2 separate regions of the Sus scrofa genome follow, and region 2 is linked to region 1. A link is a contact called in public promoter capture Hi-C data. All regions are on one chromosome and are shown on one strand. The core of a region is the stretch at or near the end of the contact, and the rest is flanking DNA. Distances in the headings are between cores, read along the strand shown.

The links. Promoter capture Hi-C pulls out the DNA fragments that hold promoters and counts their contacts.
Region 2: a contact with region 1 is called in a promoter capture Hi-C map of fetal liver, with 2.5 times the contacts expected there. The contact joins the promoter of LYL1 here to the promoter of RAD23A in region 1. A contact is called at or near these places in 3 of 5 promoter capture datasets (fetal liver, fetal skeletal muscle and liver), 2 of 47 Hi-C or Micro-C datasets (fibroblasts and liver) and 2 of 2 datasets of contacts at active chromatin or transcription factors (alveolar macrophages and skeletal muscle).

What each region holds. Positions count from the first base shown.
Region 1 is chr2:66,095,181-66,099,034 of Sscrofa11.1, reverse strand. It overlaps RAD23A (UV excision repair protein RAD23 homolog A), which reads left to right and starts at 2,558. Exons shown (of 9, transcript XM_005652877.2): 1 at 2,558-2,864. The coding sequence starts at 2,793. CALR (calreticulin) reads left to right here. Exons shown (of 9, transcript NM_001174133.1): 9 at 1-772. The coding sequence ends at 171.
Region 2 is chr2:65,948,481-65,951,996 of Sscrofa11.1, reverse strand. LYL1 (protein lyl-1) reads right to left here and starts at 1,389. Exons shown (of 6, transcript XM_005652880.3): 1 at 445-1,389. TRMT1 (tRNA methyltransferase 1) reads right to left here. Exons shown (of 17, transcript NM_001243450.1): 15 at 3,279-3,398; 16 at 3,044-3,176; 17 at 2,674-2,850. The coding sequence ends at 2,701.

The sequences.
Region 1 (3,854 bases), core at 1,309-3,808:
GATGAAGAGCAGAGGCTAAAGGAGGAGGAGGAGGAGAAGAAGCGCAAGGAAGAGGAGGAGGTAGACAAGGAAGACGAGGAGGACAAGGATGAGGATGAGGAGGAGGAGGATGAGAAGGAGGAAGAGGAGGAGGAAGATGCTGCCGCTGGCCAGGCCAAGGATGAGCTGTAGGGGCCACACCACTGCCTCCGGGGCTGGACTGAGGCCTGAGCGCTCCTGCCATAGAGCCGGCCGCGCCAAATAATGTCTCTATGAGACTGGAGAACTTTGATTTTTTTTTTTTTTTTTTTTTTTTTTTCCTTCCAGGCGGGTTCTGATTTGGGATGGATTTGGTTTTGTTCCCCCCCCCTTTTTTTTTTCTATTTTTTAACTGGTGTTTTGTCTTTGATTCTTCTTCAGCCCTCACCCTGGCCTTCATCTTTCTTGATTGATATCTTTGCTTTCTTCTATCTCCTCTCCCCAGATTCCTTAGTTCCTCTCCAACTTGGGGACTCTGGGTGAATTGTGTGGAGAAGCCCCAGGCCCAAAATTCTATCTGCTCTCCTTCCTTGATCCCAGAGTGGGGGGGTGGGAGAAGAGGGTGGCAACCCAGGCCCCCCAGCACTGAGGAAGAATGGGGCTCCTGGGGCCTGAGCTCTGACCGCCCCCACACACAGTTTTCCCCTGCCCCCAGGACTCGGCCACTTCTGAGTGGGGCAGGGGATTCTAGCTCGGCTCATACTGAGAATGTAAGAACTACAAACGAAATTTCTATTAAATTAAGTTTTGTGTCTTCCTCCTGTGTTTCCTTCTGGGGGAGGTGACTCCTAAGTGAGCCTCATTTTTTCAGCCACTAAAAGTGTTGGTTAATTGTCCCATAAGGTTACAAGGGCCCTGGTTTACCGGCAGAACTGCAAATGAGTGGGAAAGAGTAAGTTACTAAGTACCACTACAAATAGCCTATGTATTAAGTCATTGAGTCCTTGTATCAAACTGTTCAGTTTTGGTTCTAGTATCACTTCAGTTTCATGAGACGAGGGCCAGAATTTAGTTTGAGATGGGACAGGGCTTTGAAACCATACCTTAGCCACTATCTCATACAAACTGTTTTATATTGGTCCATATGTGTCCATCTTCTCAAGCAAAAGTTTTAAACATTTGCCTTTTTTTTTTTTTAACTTTTTAAGGGCTGCACGTGCAGCATGTGAAAGTTCTCAGGTTAGGGGTCTAATTGGAGCTACAGCTGTGGGCCTACATCACAGCCACAGCAATGCCAGATCCAAGCTCTATCTGACCTATGCTGCGGCTCACAGCAACGCTGATCCTTAGCACACTGAGTGAAGCCAGGTTTTGAACCTGCATCCTCATGGTTACCAGTTGGGTCTTTAACCCCCTAAGCCACAACGGGAATTCTTATAAACACTTTTTTTTTTTTTTTTTTAATGCTGATTCCACCGGGACAGGGATCGAATCCGTGCTACAACAGTGACCCAAGCCACTGCAGTGACAGTGCCGGATCCTTAGCTCAATTTGCTGCCAGGGCACTCCTCAACACGTTGTTCTTAATACCAGCCCGTGTTAAAAGCTATAAATACCTTTCATTAGTCAAAATATCTTCAGAAGGTGGTATCTAGCTTACCCATGATGTTCAGTAGCCAAGTTGGGATCTGAACTTCTTGAAGGGAAGAGGTGGCCTATTCTTGTGTGGAAGCTTCTTAGTTCAGGGTGTGTGGTAAAGGGACAAGCAGCAGGACCTGGTTAGATTTGGGGAAATGAGTGAGGTGGCAGGGGACTGCACTGTGTCCTACTGGGATGGGAATGGTGAAAAGATCAGGTTCTGAAGCAGGATATGAAGGAGGTGGGGAGTCCATCACCTCCAACCAGTCTGCCATAGCACGTTTTTCACCTTTGGCCAACCAGCGCTTCATTTCCTTGTTACTTGGACAGGCCTCTTTTGTGCTTCATTCCTGTGTCCTGCAGCCCAGCCCCACCCTTCTGGGAAACATCCCAATTAGCATATCCAGGGAAAGGAGAGAATTTTGTATTCAGTGTAGGAAAGCCTTGGAAGTTACATACTCTACATACTGCGGATCATGTTGGAGATAGTGGTTAGGGAAGGAGCAGCAGAGAGGGGGGAGACCCAGGAACTAGAACTGTATAAATTAATTCCAAAAATCCGGCTCTTCCTAAAGAATAAATGAGGGCATAAAATGGCTCTGTGTGCCTGTTTACACAGCCAAACGTGTTTGGCATTTTCATTTAATTGTTGGTGACCTTTTCAGTATCCTTTCTAGGTCCCTTCAGGGTTAGACAGGAGTACTGTCAGGGTGGCCAGACTAGAATGAAACTAATTTGGAAAGAGCAAAAAATATGAACTAAGATTTTACGGTAGAGATACAAGTATCAAAGCAGATTTTTGTTCAACGTCAACAAAAAAGGAAACTGATGGGCGTGATAATTGGACGTCGGCGCCATTTTGTGGCCTCATGACGTCACCGCTAACGGGGATGGCGTCACTCCCATGAAGCCACGTGATGGTTAAGCGAGAAAACCTCCCTCTACGCCGACTGAGTAGAAGTTGGTCTGCGTACGCCTGACTCAGGGCCGCTCTCGTGCGCATGCTCACGAAGGCCCATGGCGGCGGCGGGGGGGGGGGGCCCACAGCGCGCAGGTCACGTGTCCTGGTCGTCGGCGCGCGCACCGTTTGCCCCGGAAGCGGTCGGCGCGCGGCGCGGCTAGGCGCTAAGATGGCGGCGGCGTGAGTTGCATGTTGTGTGAGGATCCCGGGGCCGCCGCGTCGCTCGGGTCCTACCATGGCCGTCACCATCACGCTCAAAACGCTGCAACAGCAGACCTTCAAGATCCGCATGGAGCCTGATGAGACGGTGCGAACCAAGCCTGAGCCTGGGAACGGGAGCGACGGGTGCCAGGGGTTCGGGGGGAGGCTGGGATCCCGACGAGAGACGCGGGGAAGACGACGCGGGGCCGGGCCCTGCCCATTCTCCCAAACTGCCCTACTTTTCCAGATTACCCGATGGTCCCCAACCCAGGCCCTGGTGGCTCGGGTGGAGCTCTAGTGTCGATCTCCAGGCAAAGCCCCACCCCCGGGGCGCCTGCCAGGCCCCGGCTCCAATGTCAGCGCCCTCGTGGGGCGCGGGAGCCGCAGGCTCAGATTTTCTGTCGTGCTGCTGTCTCTGGGACTGGGCCTCCTAGTTCCCAGCTTTGTAGGCGTTTCCTCTGGACGTTGGTGGCCGAATCTACGAATAGTGGCCAAGAGATGCCGGGTGATGACAGCAACGACGATGATAAAGATAATAAATGGTCTGAGTTTCAATGGTCCGTGTTTGTTCTTCACCAGTCACTGAGCGTTTTCGTATTATCTTACTAAATCTTCAAAGTAGGCTTGTCATTTGGGGACTTAGTCTTCTTGTTTTACAGATGTGGAAATTTAGGAGTTAAGGAACGTAGACATAGTCGCATACAGCAAATAACAGTAGGGGTTTGCCTCAAGTGAGCCTATGGACGAAACCTTATGCTGTCTTTTTAGCTGAGAAGAGACTTCGAATCTAATATGCGTATTTGGCATTATTCGCACAACTTATCTCATGAAGAAGATGTTTAAGTTCACTTTTTATAGAGAGAGAAATAGATTTTCTCATCAGCCTGTTTGCCTTTGGGCAAGTTAGTTAACAACCTATCTGTGCCTTTTTTTCTTGGACATAAAATGAGGCTAATGGTAATTTTTTTACCCAGTTACAATGAGGATTTAAACTTGTGACACATGTATGTTTACAATAGTACTGTAAACTTAGGATTCTACCACTGAAAACCACTGTCAGCAGCATGGAGTGAGGAACCCTCCTATCGCCCCTTTT
Region 2 (3,516 bases), core at 140-2,639, 150 kb after region 1:
TCTGAGGCTCTTCCCATTGTCTCCATGTCAGACTCTGAAAGTCCTCCGTAATCACTCCAATGACCACTCCCCCTAAAAACATCCCCCTTACTAACCTTGCAACCCCACCTCTGACACTATGACTCCAAATGCTAGCCCTACTGCCCAGTACAAAGTCAGGTTCCAGTCCTCCCTCTGGCTTTGGTGTCCTCCCACCCTCCCTACCCCATTAGCATTCACCCCTGTGCACCCTACTCACACAGCCCTGGTCCCTCTTGGCCCCATGGCCCAGCGTCCCAGCAATGTCTGGGATTCCTGACCCATCTGCCCTGTCTTCCCTAGCTAGGCAGTGGGGAAGCTGGCCTGACCTCTTACTTAGTGGGCCCCCCAGATGAATGAAGGAAGGAACGAATGAATGAATGCAGGTGGGTCCAAGATCCCGCTTCAGGCCCACACCACTCTTACCCCAGCACTGGTCCGGCTGCCTGCTGATGGGCCCTGATTCGGTCCTTCAGGGCCAGGATGCGGTTACGGCTTCAGGCAGGCGCTGCCACCCCGCTCCGGCCTCTGCGCTCCTTACCGCTGGCAGCTGGCCGCCTTGTCTGGGCCGTGGCATGGGGCCGCCTCTCTTCTTCGGCTCCCAAGGGCCACCGCGGCGGCAACAGCGTAGGTCCCTCCAGGGAAAGTGTGCAGCTCTGGGCCGCCCGCCCTCTCCCCGCCCCTGGCGGCCTGGTTTCCTCCCTCTCACCCCTGGCGCAGTGGCCAGAGGATGCTGGGCTAGTGCAGATAAGGGCCTGGCCGCGCCTGATAAGGAGCCGGGCTGACCCCGGAGGAAACCGGCAGGCGGGCAGGCGGGGATCTCCGAGCGCGCGCGGGCCTCATGGCCCCGCCCCCCGCTGGCACATGCTGGACGGTCTGTCACCCCTCAGGGCCTTACCTTCCGTCCCCCAGGCACTAGAGGATCCTGGCCCTAGTGCACACCCCTGGGCCCGAGGTGCCCAGATGCACACAGAAGAGAACCAAGGTAGGGCTGCAGTGGCCCCTATGTCACTCGGGTTTGTCCTCCAGCTTTGAATACCCCTTGCTGTGTCTGTACTCATGAGGGTGGAGAGCCCTTTCCGGCCCCGCTGGGGCCTCGTGACCTGGGGCCCCCTTCTCCTCACCCTGCCTGGTTCCTCTTTCTACAAAGTGCTTCCCGCGCCTTTCTGCCAACCCCACCCCGGTGTGGGGCACTGACTGGAGGGCAGTTCTGCCAGTCTGGCCTTGGGTGTCCACCCTAGGCAGGTGTCTTGGGCCCCCAGTGCACCATCCTCACCACCTTGCCAGGCCTAGGAGGGTGAGAGGAAGTGCCACAGCTGGGGGAGATTTCCTATGGTGCCAGAGCTGGCAGAACTTTCTCTAACAGGTGCCCCCAACAGGTTCCCACAGTCCTGGGCCTCTATATCACAGGATCACATAGTCCCAGCTTGGAGATCCCTGGCCCTCATCCCACGGTGCTGACCACTTCAGGGTGGGCAGCGACAAAGAGATGTGGAGTAAATAATCTTGGAATGGCGGTAAAACTCAAAATCCTGCCGGACCTCACGAAGAGAGGGCCACCAGATACAACTAAGTAATCAGTGGACAACACTGTTGTTTATCCCCAGCACCCTCCCACCTGGGTCGGTCAAGCTCTGCCCAGTGTGTATCTGGGTGACTGCAGGAGCCGCAGGTAGGCCCTCAGCTGCCACCATCACCACCCTCTTAGGAATCAGGTGAGGCTCAGGACCCCACAAGCCACAATCCTACTGTCCCAGAGAAGCAAGAGTACAGTCCTAAGCATCTGTTAACAGTGGTATCCAAGCTAATAGGATGGGTTCTGGAATTAGGTTCATTTTACAGATGGGGATGAAGCAAGGTGAAGGGTGCTTGCAGGTCCCACAGCTACCACGTGGCAGGATGGCGATTGGGCCCCAGGCCTCTCTGTTAACACACCAGCCCCCTGCCCCCCCCCGGGGGGGAGGGGTTGCAGCAAGCTGCCGGGTGCCTCAGTGTGCAGCCTGAGGGGCCGCAGGGCAGGAAGCACCTGGTCTGGAGCGGATGCGCAAGGCGCCTGGTTCCGGTCTGGCTTCCGCCAAGGCCCCAGCGGGGAGCCGGGAGCGAGAAGTCCATATGGGGGCGCGGTGGCTAGAGCACCCGCCTGTGCGCGTGCCCGCGTTCTGGGAGCACTGAGGGATGCTGGGAGGATGGGAGGAAGAGGAAGGGGGTAAAGGCCCTCGCGGGCGTGAAAGCACGGCTGCCGCCCCGTGGCCACCTCAGGAACCGCAGGTGCCGGCAAATGGGTGGCTGAGCACCTTGCAGGCAGATGATCAGCTCCCGCCTCCCCAGCACACAGAATACTCCATTCAGAAACACTGACAGGGAAGTTCCCTTGTGGTGCAATGGCTTAAGGATCCAGCTTTGCCACATATGTGGTGAGGGTTGCAACTGCAGCATGGGTTCAATCCCTCGCCCAAGAACTTCCACAAGCTGAGGGTGCAGCAAAAAAAAAAAAAAAAGAAACACTGACACACTGACAGGACCTCATTCAGGCCGGGACAAACCAACCCCAGAGGCACAGAGCTCCCCATGGAGTTAAAACAGATGGACAGACCCCAGACAGGCAGCTAGAGAGATGAGCAGAGCCCCTCAGGCAGATAGACAGACAAATGACAGTCAGGGGAAGGTGAAAACTTTATTCGCTCAATCTATGCCTAGACCAGAAGCAGCCCCAGGCCCAAGGGGGTTTTGACTGGGGGCCTCTGGACAGTCAGTGGGGGTAGCTTCAGCAGTGGCCTTGGGTGTCTGGGAGCTATGCGAGTAGCAGCACTGGTCCCCCCGTTGACAGGTGCCCTGGTGAGAGGTATGGTGGGTGTGAATGAACCCAGGCCTGGAACTTGGCAACCTCTGCTGGGTTCTTGTCCTAGATGGAGAGCTCACTCCCACACACTCACCTGGCCCTGGTTCTCCCAGCTCTGCCTGGCCCTGCCCTGTTGCTGGGAAGGGAACCCATGTGTGCTTCGGTGTGGGTTAGGGGGCACCTCACCTCCTTGAACCTCTTGCAGGGAAATGTCTTGAGCCGAGCAGCCCGCTGGGCTGGGTCCTCAGGTGGCTCTTTCCGCTTATTCTGGAGCAGCCTGCGTCTCTCTTCCATAGCTTCTTCGCCTGCTGCCTTGCCTCTGTGTAGGGATGTGAGTAACTGGGACTTCCCCTGGCCTTTGCCCTGACTCCCCCGCCCCCTGCCCCAAGCCAAGCCCCACCTCCACCCCACTCTTGCTCACCCTGGCCGGGCACGGGGCCGGGGACCCCAGTTGGCTTCGGGGTTGGCCTGGAAGCGCTTGAGTCCTCGCTGGCGGGAGCTGGGGTTGGCATCATCCCGGATGGTGAAATTGGCCTGCAGCCTGGGGAAATGGGGGTGGGGTCTGAAGGGCAACTGCCCCACGGCCTACCCACCTCTGTGCAGCTCCGTGTACCCTGGGAAAGCTGTGTGTGCAGATGTCAGGATTCTATCATTCATTT